2 separate regions of the Pan troglodytes genome follow, and region 2 is linked to region 1. A link is a contact called in public Hi-C data. All regions are on one chromosome and are shown on one strand. Each heading gives the region's core, a stretch centred on a gene start, on an enhancer-like site or on the middle of the called end of the contact. The rest is flanking DNA. Distances are from core to core; before and after follow the strand shown.

The links. Hi-C and Micro-C count contacts between places; a contact is called where the count stands out from the background.
Region 2: a contact with region 1 is called in a Hi-C map of stem cell-derived neural progenitor cells, with 5 times the contacts expected there. The contact joins the promoter of LGR6 here to the promoter of SYT2 in region 1. A contact is called at or near these places in 2 of 7 Hi-C or Micro-C datasets (induced pluripotent stem cells and stem cell-derived neural progenitor cells).

Annotation. Positions count from the first base shown.
Region 1 is chr1:46,385,147-46,388,952 of NHGRI_mPanTro3-v2.0_pri, reverse strand. It overlaps SYT2 (synaptotagmin 2), which reads right to left and starts at 2,200. Exons shown (of 9, transcript XM_016935938.4): 1 at 2,018-2,200.
Region 2 is chr1:46,903,854-46,907,659 of NHGRI_mPanTro3-v2.0_pri, reverse strand. It overlaps LGR6 (leucine rich repeat containing G protein-coupled receptor 6), which reads left to right and starts at 2,107. Exons shown (of 18, transcript XM_016935790.4): 1 at 2,107-2,509. The coding sequence starts at 2,298.

The DNA.
Region 1 (3,806 bases), core at 951-3,450:
AAGTTCCCCGGACACAAACTCCTGGACTGCAGAACAAAGCAGACTCCCAGCAGAGTGGTCTGGTCTCTCTTCCTCCAGGGAATGGTGGGCCAGATCTATGTGAGGCTATAACCTAGAAACTTTCCTCTGCCTCCCTCTCCTCCTCCTTTGGCAAGACAAGGAGGGGAGAAGGTAAGGATTAAGCCCAAAAGATCTCCAGAAAAAGCCAAGCCTCTGGGGGGAGTCCTAGAGGGTGAAGCCAGGGATCTGCCTGGCAGCCAAGCAGAGCAGAGGCAGCCACCCTGAGGGAAAGGTGGTTCAGTCGGGGTTCAGTGGGCACTGGCCATTTTCCAGGGGCATGGGAGGAGATGGGTTGGAGTTGGACTCCCTAGGCTGCAGTGTGCCTGGCATGGACCCCTGACGCTGACTCACCCCCAGGGCCCTGACACACGCTGCAGCTTGCAGTGCCTGCCAGGCCACCACTCTCATTCCACAGGACCAGGATGCCAGGCACGTCCCACTGCATCAGAGCCACCCTGCCCCCTTCCACCTGCCACTCGGGCCTGCCTTAGGGGCACTGGGCATGGCTTTTTTCAGCACCTCTGCTGGTCACAGAGATGTTTCTAGCAGCCCCAAAGCTGGACTTAGTCTTAAGTAGGGAGAGATGGTTGAAAGGATTAAGGGCTTCCCTGCTTCTGTCACCCCCTCTAATGAAGTGCCAGGTTATGGGGATCCAGATAGATTGGATGGAGGACAATCTATTCCACCTGGGAGAGGCCCCTCAGGGCGGCAGCAGTAGGGGAGGGAGAAGGGCACCCTTTTGCTTTCCAGGTCAGACCCCAGTTCACCTTTCTGGCTTCCTGGGCGCCCCCAGATCCTAAGGACTTCCTCCTCCTCATAAGCTAACCCAACCTGTACTACCTGCCCACGGGGCCTCTGCCCTTCCCTCCCCACTGCGGTGGCCCCTCCTGGGCCAGCACTTCTTCTGTCCTTGCACTCCCTTCTCCTGCTGCGGGGAGAGCACCTACTCCGCCACCTCAGCCAGGGGTAGGGGAGGACACTGCCCTGCCAGGAGACACCCCACGAGCCATGGGCTGGGGGTGTCCTGGAGGCACCTGTGGAATGTGGGGATGAAAAGGGAGGAGACAGGATGAGGGGGCCTGGCTTAGTGGGATGTGAAACGATAAAGCTCCACTTTTTAGTTGAAAAATAAAAGCCCTGTCCCCCAGAGGTGGGGGAAGGAGCATAGGCAGGGGAAGGGGGCACCCCAAATGGGAAAGGTACATGGAAGAGTCTAGAAAAGGGAGTCGGGCTGTCAGCACCCGCCAGACTGCGAGCCTAGCCCTGGGGACAGAGCTGAAGCAGGGACGGGGCGTCCTAGGTCGTGCTGAGTCATGAGATTTGGAGAGAGGGGAGGGGCGCCTCCAGCCCCTTCTTGGGCCCCTGCCCCAGCTCCTCGTGCCCGTTGCTTCCAGATGGCCCCTGCAGTCTGTCTCCCCAACCTCTCCCTGACCCAGGGTCTCCGGCTCCCAGCGCCCAGACCCCACCCCCCGCCCCACTTCCCACGACGGCGGTGCCAGGGGTCCCCGAAGCTTGAGACTGGGGCAAAAGAATCTTCCTTGGAGACCGCTAGGGCTGGCGGGGGCTGGGCTAGACGCGAGTGGGTTCGTCCCAGGGAAAAGAGAGAGGGACGGGGGCGCAGAGCCGGCCGGTGCAGGGGACGCGTGGCCCGCCCCTCTCTGCAGCAACTCGCGGGGAGACCGCGGGAGGAAATCTGCCCCCAGCCCAGCCCCAGTCCCTCAGAGGAGCCGGCTCCTCGCCCCTCGGGTCCGACTCCCCGAGACGAACCTTCCATCCGGACGCTTCCAAACTCCCCCAAAGGACGGGGCGGACTCCCGGCCCCCTTGGCCTCAAACTTCCCCAACCCTACTCACCTCTCGGGACCCAGACCACCCCGTGGCCCCTCGACTCAGTAGCAGAAAAGGAGAAACTTTGGAGAGGGAGGTCCGTGCCCCCACCGGCGGGGGTATGGACTTACCGGAGAGCGACCCGAAGGAGGCGGGAGAGATCCGGGGTCGCCAATGTGAGGGGGTGTCGGACGGCAAGGACGCGGGGCTGGCGACGGTTTCGCAGGGGCGCCCGTTCCCCTGGGGCGCGAAGTCCCCGCTCCACCGCTGCCCCAACTCGGCTCCGAAGTGCCTTTGCCGCAAGACTTGCTGAGCTTAGCAGTCTGCGCCGAGGCGGCAGAGGGAGGGGGCCTGATCGATGGGCGCGCGCGGCGAGCGCTGCAGTGAGGGGAGGAGACCAAGCGGCGCGGGAGGGCGGGGACCGAGGCGGAGGAGGCCCGGAGGAGGCGGAGGGCGGGCCTGCCCCCCGGGACGGGTCCTTTCTGCGCAGCCCCCCAGGCGCTCGGCGCCCCCGCCTTCTGCTCAAGGTCAAGGAGGCTGCTTCCCCAGCAGGAAGGCGGACGGGAAAGGGGCTCTATACTCCCCACCCCAGAAGGCTGGTCTCCTTTCTAGCCAGCTCCTTCTCTCCAACTTCCCGAACCCACTGCAGCTCAAGGCTAAATTATTGGGCTCAGGAGCCCCCCTCCCCATGGCCATTTTGGGATCCCTGAGCCCCTAGCCTCCCCTCCTCCCCTCTCCGCTTAGGTCACCGCTACCTATATTGGCCACCTGGATGGTGGGGGCTTCTGAGCCTAAAGGATGGGTGAGAGAGAGGAGGATGCTTGAGAGAAGACAGCGGTACCTGAGGCCTATGGAAATAGAACGGCGGAGGGGAGAGGAAGAACTGCAGGGTGGCAAGGAGAGAGGAGCTGGAAGACGGTAGAAAGAAAAGGAGGATGCTACTGGTTATTAAAGACAGGATGTTCACACATGTTAGTTTGCTTAATACGTAAGACATCCCTTTAAGGTGGGCATTTTGCGTGGGCAGTTTGCAGGTGGGGAAACAGTCCCTGAATGGTGCGTTGGACCAAGGAGCTGCAGACAGTAAGTGGTGGCATTTCGGAAGAGCCTGGGAGAAAGAGAAGGGTGGCAAGGGCAAAGAGGAGCCCTTCCTAACCTACCCAGGAGCTGCCAGGGCAGCACCAGAACTTCCTTACAGCACAATTGGAATATCCACTTTAACTCTTTTGGAGTTAACTTTTTTTTTCTTTTTTTTTTTGTTTTTTTTTTTTTTTAGACAAGTTTCACTCTGTTACCCAACCTGCAGTGCAGTGTGCAGTGGCGCGATCTTGGCTCACTGCCACCTCTGCCTCCTGGGTTGAAGGGATTCTCCCGCCTCAGCCTCCCGAGCAGCTGGGATTACAGACGTGCGCCACCACACCCGGCTAATTTTTGTATTCTTAGTAGAGATGGGGTTTTGCCATGTTGGCCAGGCTAGTCTCGAACTCCTGACCTCAAGGGATCCACCCACTTCGGCCTCTCAAAGTGCTGGGATTACAAGCATGAGCCACTGCGCTTGGCCTGGAGTTAACTTTTATAATAGGACTGTAGCATCCTGCCTCGCTTTTGGGTACAAAACCGTACATGACCTGAGGTCAGCCTTCAATACGTACTAGGTGAGTGAGTGAGAGGTGGAATGAATGCAATATGAGGAGATGCAAAGAACAAGTGGGATTCAGGCTTTGGGGAGAGAAGAGGCAGTGGAGGGCACTTTTCAGATCACTGTGCCAATAATACCAGGTGTTACTGGCAGACCATCCCCAGTTGGAGACTATCCCCAGTTTGGCTTGCCTCAGAGCAAGGCGGCAAGTGGCTGCCGCCTCAGTGGATGTTACGAAAAAGGTGGGGGAAGACCTCTGGGGAGTCCTCAATCAGGCTGAA
Region 2 (3,806 bases), core at 858-3,357, 520 kb before region 1:
GAGGAGGTGGAGGAGAAAGCAGGGAGGGCATATGGAGAAAGGAAAAACCAGGAGGAGCAGTAGAGACCAGAAAAGAGGGCGGGGAGGCAGCTGTCTGTCCCACACACTCTAGGACTGCACTGCATACCATGTGCGTGATTGCTGGTGGCCTCATGAGCTCCTGCCTCCCTCCCTGGGCAGGCTGGGAGTTTCCAGGTGCAGTGCCTGATGCTGGACCTTAACTGCCCCTGGTGGAAGACCCTGGGAGGACACAGAGAAAGCCTGGACAGATCAGAGCAAGAGTCCCTGAAGTGGAGTTGGGTCTCCCCAAGGGGAAGAGGGGAGAGCTCTTTGGCCAACCTGAGTTCCTACTAAGGTGCAACGGGTCAGAAGTCAGTGGAGGGTCCTTCTCAGGCCTGGTTGAAGAAGGGTACAGAGGTCGTGCTGGCTGCTCAGCCGGGAGCTTTCCCAGAATGAGACTAAAGCACTGGTGCCCTCCCAGGAGGACTAAATGTCGGTGTCCTCCATATGCCATGTTTATCAGGAGCTGAGGGTGGGCCCCCTAATGACCCTCGTAAAAGCAGGCTGGAGGCTCTGCTCTGAGCTGCCCAAGTCTGTCTCAAGCAGCTGCTGCTGAGGTTGAAACAGGGCTCAACCATGGCTTTTCCACTCTGGGAAGATCTCACATTGGAGCAGCAGGAGCTGCAAATGAGATGGAGCCGAGGCTATGGTTGAGTGAAGGAAGTGCAGGCTGGCCTGCGGTAGCTTTCTTCCATAGGGCAGAGGTGGCTCTATCTGTGGGTCTTTCTGGTCATGTAGGCCCATCCTCTGGCCTTCCTAGGAGGCTCTTCTTCTACTTTCAGCACCATGGCACCAACTGGAGGCCTAGGGTCAGGGTCTGCTCATTTCTTGGTCCAGCTATGCAGCCCCTCTAGCCCTGGGAGGTTATTGGGAGAGTGGAGAGGTGTTGATGAGAGGATCCTGGCATGTGGAAGGACAGGGTGGAAGAAATCCTGGATGCCTCTGAGGTCCCAGGTTTCTAGTATACCCTCTGGCTGGACCATGGGGAGATAGGGAAAAAAGGAAGGAGGGGGGCCCACAGCCTGCTCTAGCTCTGCGCTGGGGCTTGGCTCAGCATGGGAGAGACCAGAGAGAGCAAGAGGCTGCATGAAGGAAGCACAGCCAGCTCACTATGGTCTAAGGAGAGAACAGGGATTGACCTCAGTTTTAACCACCATGCCCTTTGCTCTCCAGGGCTCTGGGGCCGGCCCAGGTCAGCCACTTGGTGGGATTCCAGCCTCAGGGTGGCTGAGCTGCAGGTGCAGCACCCGGCCTCCAGGTGGCACCAATCCGCTTACTTTGAGGTGGGCTCTGACAACCAGCTGAGCTGCCCGCAGTCCCTCAGACTCCCGAGGTCCTGGGAGCAGGGATCAAGGTGGTCCCCAGGCCGTAAACCTGACAGAGGCGGCAGGAGTGCATTTCCACCCAGGGTGCACTCAGCGGGTGTAACTCCACACCCGTTTCTTTGGAGTCAAGGCCCGGCCTCTCAGTGAGGAGACTGCTCCTGGTTGCCCACTGTCGGGTCATCCCAGCCTGCAGTGGAACCCTCCTCAGCCTGGCCTCTTCCAGGGTAGCCCCTCACTCCCCTCTCTCCTGTCTTAGCAGACAGGCCAGGGAGGGCGGATGAGTTCCAGCTCTGGGGATGTCCCATCAGCTGTGTCACCTTGAACAAATCATTTTGCCTCTCGGGTCTCAGTTTCCTGCAGTGTGAAACATGGTGGAGGCATGAGGGGCAATGGGAGCCCCAAGGCCTCTTTCAGAGACCTCCTCTGGGTCCCGTGTGACCCCGTGGCTGTCCCCAAAGGCAAGAGGGTCCCCAGCCCTGCGGCCAAGACCCTGGGACACCCTATCCAAACAAATGCAGGTCTCTGACGGGCTGAGCTTTGCTCGCTTGAGTTTCTTTGCTTTCTTCCTTTTTTTTTTCTTTCCTGGATGAAATTCCTGCCAGCTCCGAAGGAAGGAGGGAAGGGGAGCGAGCCGCAGCGTAGAAAGTTTCCTTGACTCCTCCTCCGGCTGGGTCTCCCTCCCTTGCCAAGCCCAGCCTGTGAAACTGAATAACGAAGATCGCTCAACAATGCCTGCCCCTCTCTGACTGCACCGTCCCGGCGCTCCCACCGCCGCCGCTGACGCCCAATAGAGCCCCTGGGGCGGTCCCCACCGACGGTGCAGCCCGCCGGGACCGGGAGGAAGCAGCTGCGGCCACCGCGCCCGTGCGTCCGCGCCCGGCCGCCAGGTGCCCCAGTAGCCCGGCCGCCGAGATGCCCAGCCCGCCGGGGCTCCGGGCGCTATGGCTTTGCGCCGCACTGTGCGCTTCCCGGAGGGCCGGCGGCGCCCCCCAGCCCGGCCCGGGGCCCACCGCCTGCCCGGCCCCCTGCCACTGCCAGGAGGACGGCATCATGCTGTCTGCCGACTGCTCTGAGCTCGGGCTGTCCGCCGTTCCGGGGGACCTGGACCCCCTGACGGCTTACCTGTGAGTACTGCCCGCCTGTCCCCGCCTGGTCCTGCGGGCTGCTGGCTAGCGCCCAGTCCCGGCCTCAGCAGGGCACCTGCTTGCTTGGTGCCCTGGGGCATGGGCATCCCGGAGAGGGTTTGCCCCCTTCCAAGTTGACCGTTGCGGAACTGGGGAGGGGAGAAGAGTCTGAGACTAAATACCAGGCGAGCAGGGAGACCGGGCTTCCCTGACTTGGCTTCCCCATTGGCCTCCGTGCTTGTGGGCTGACTATGGGAGCCCAGGCTTGGCGAGGTGGGTTCTGGATCCTGAGCGGGAGGGTGCGGGGCTGGCTGCTCCATCTCCTGTTGCTGCATTCTCTTCTAGCAGAGCAGTGCCCGGGATGGTGGCTGAGGGTAAAGCTGACAGAACTGGAGGTGGAGGTGAGGGGAGCGTGCCCCAGTAGGGTGGAAATAATGTCTGTTCTTCTGCCATGGTGAGGACAACAGGGCTGTCACACTGAGGCTGGGTGGCCTTCGTGGGGGAGGGGGTTTCCCAGAAGCTGGGAGGGGGGCCTTATCCACTCTTGTCTCCTCAGAAAGGGACTCTGCCAGCACCATCTCCCTTCACTGGGGCCTCCTGGCTCCCCCAGGGGCCTCCCTAAAGTCATGTCCCAAGAGGCTGTGTTGGAGACACTAATTTGTGGGCAGGCGCCGAGGCTGAAAACCAGAGAACCATTTTTAGCATCTGAGTTGGGGTGAGATGGCGCGTGAAGGGGACCCTACTGGGGGCAGCTGTCCTGTCTGTCTGGCTCATGGGAGCTTCCCCTCAGAGCTGGAGGGCTGGGGGCTCTGGCTGCTCACCACCTGGGCAGGAGGAGGGTGAGAGAACACATTCCAGGCCACCTACCCGCACCCCCAGCCCCGCTCTGGGGAAAAGAAACCTCCTCCAGCCCAGCTCTGCAGGCTCTATCAACTTCCTCAGAGGAGCTGGGAGCAGGTGGGAAAGCCTGGGGCCTTCTGCTGAGGGCTAGGATCCCAGAGTTCCTTCTGGCCTGAGAGAGGCCCCTTATTTATGGCTTTGGGGTTCCAGCACATGGGAGCTTAGAGGAAGAGGAGGCTGGGTGAATCTTTATAGGGGCCTAGCAAGAATTTGTGGAACTAAAAGGATGCTCAGTGTTGGGAGTGTCCTGGTGGGAGGTAGAGGGTCCCAGAGGGCAACTCTTCATGGGGCTCCTCTCCAAATGTCCCTGTCCCCAGGTTGGGATGTCCCCCTCCACTCCAAAAGGCACAGGCTGTGGGCCAGGTAAGGGAGTGAGAAGAGAAAAATAATGTCCATC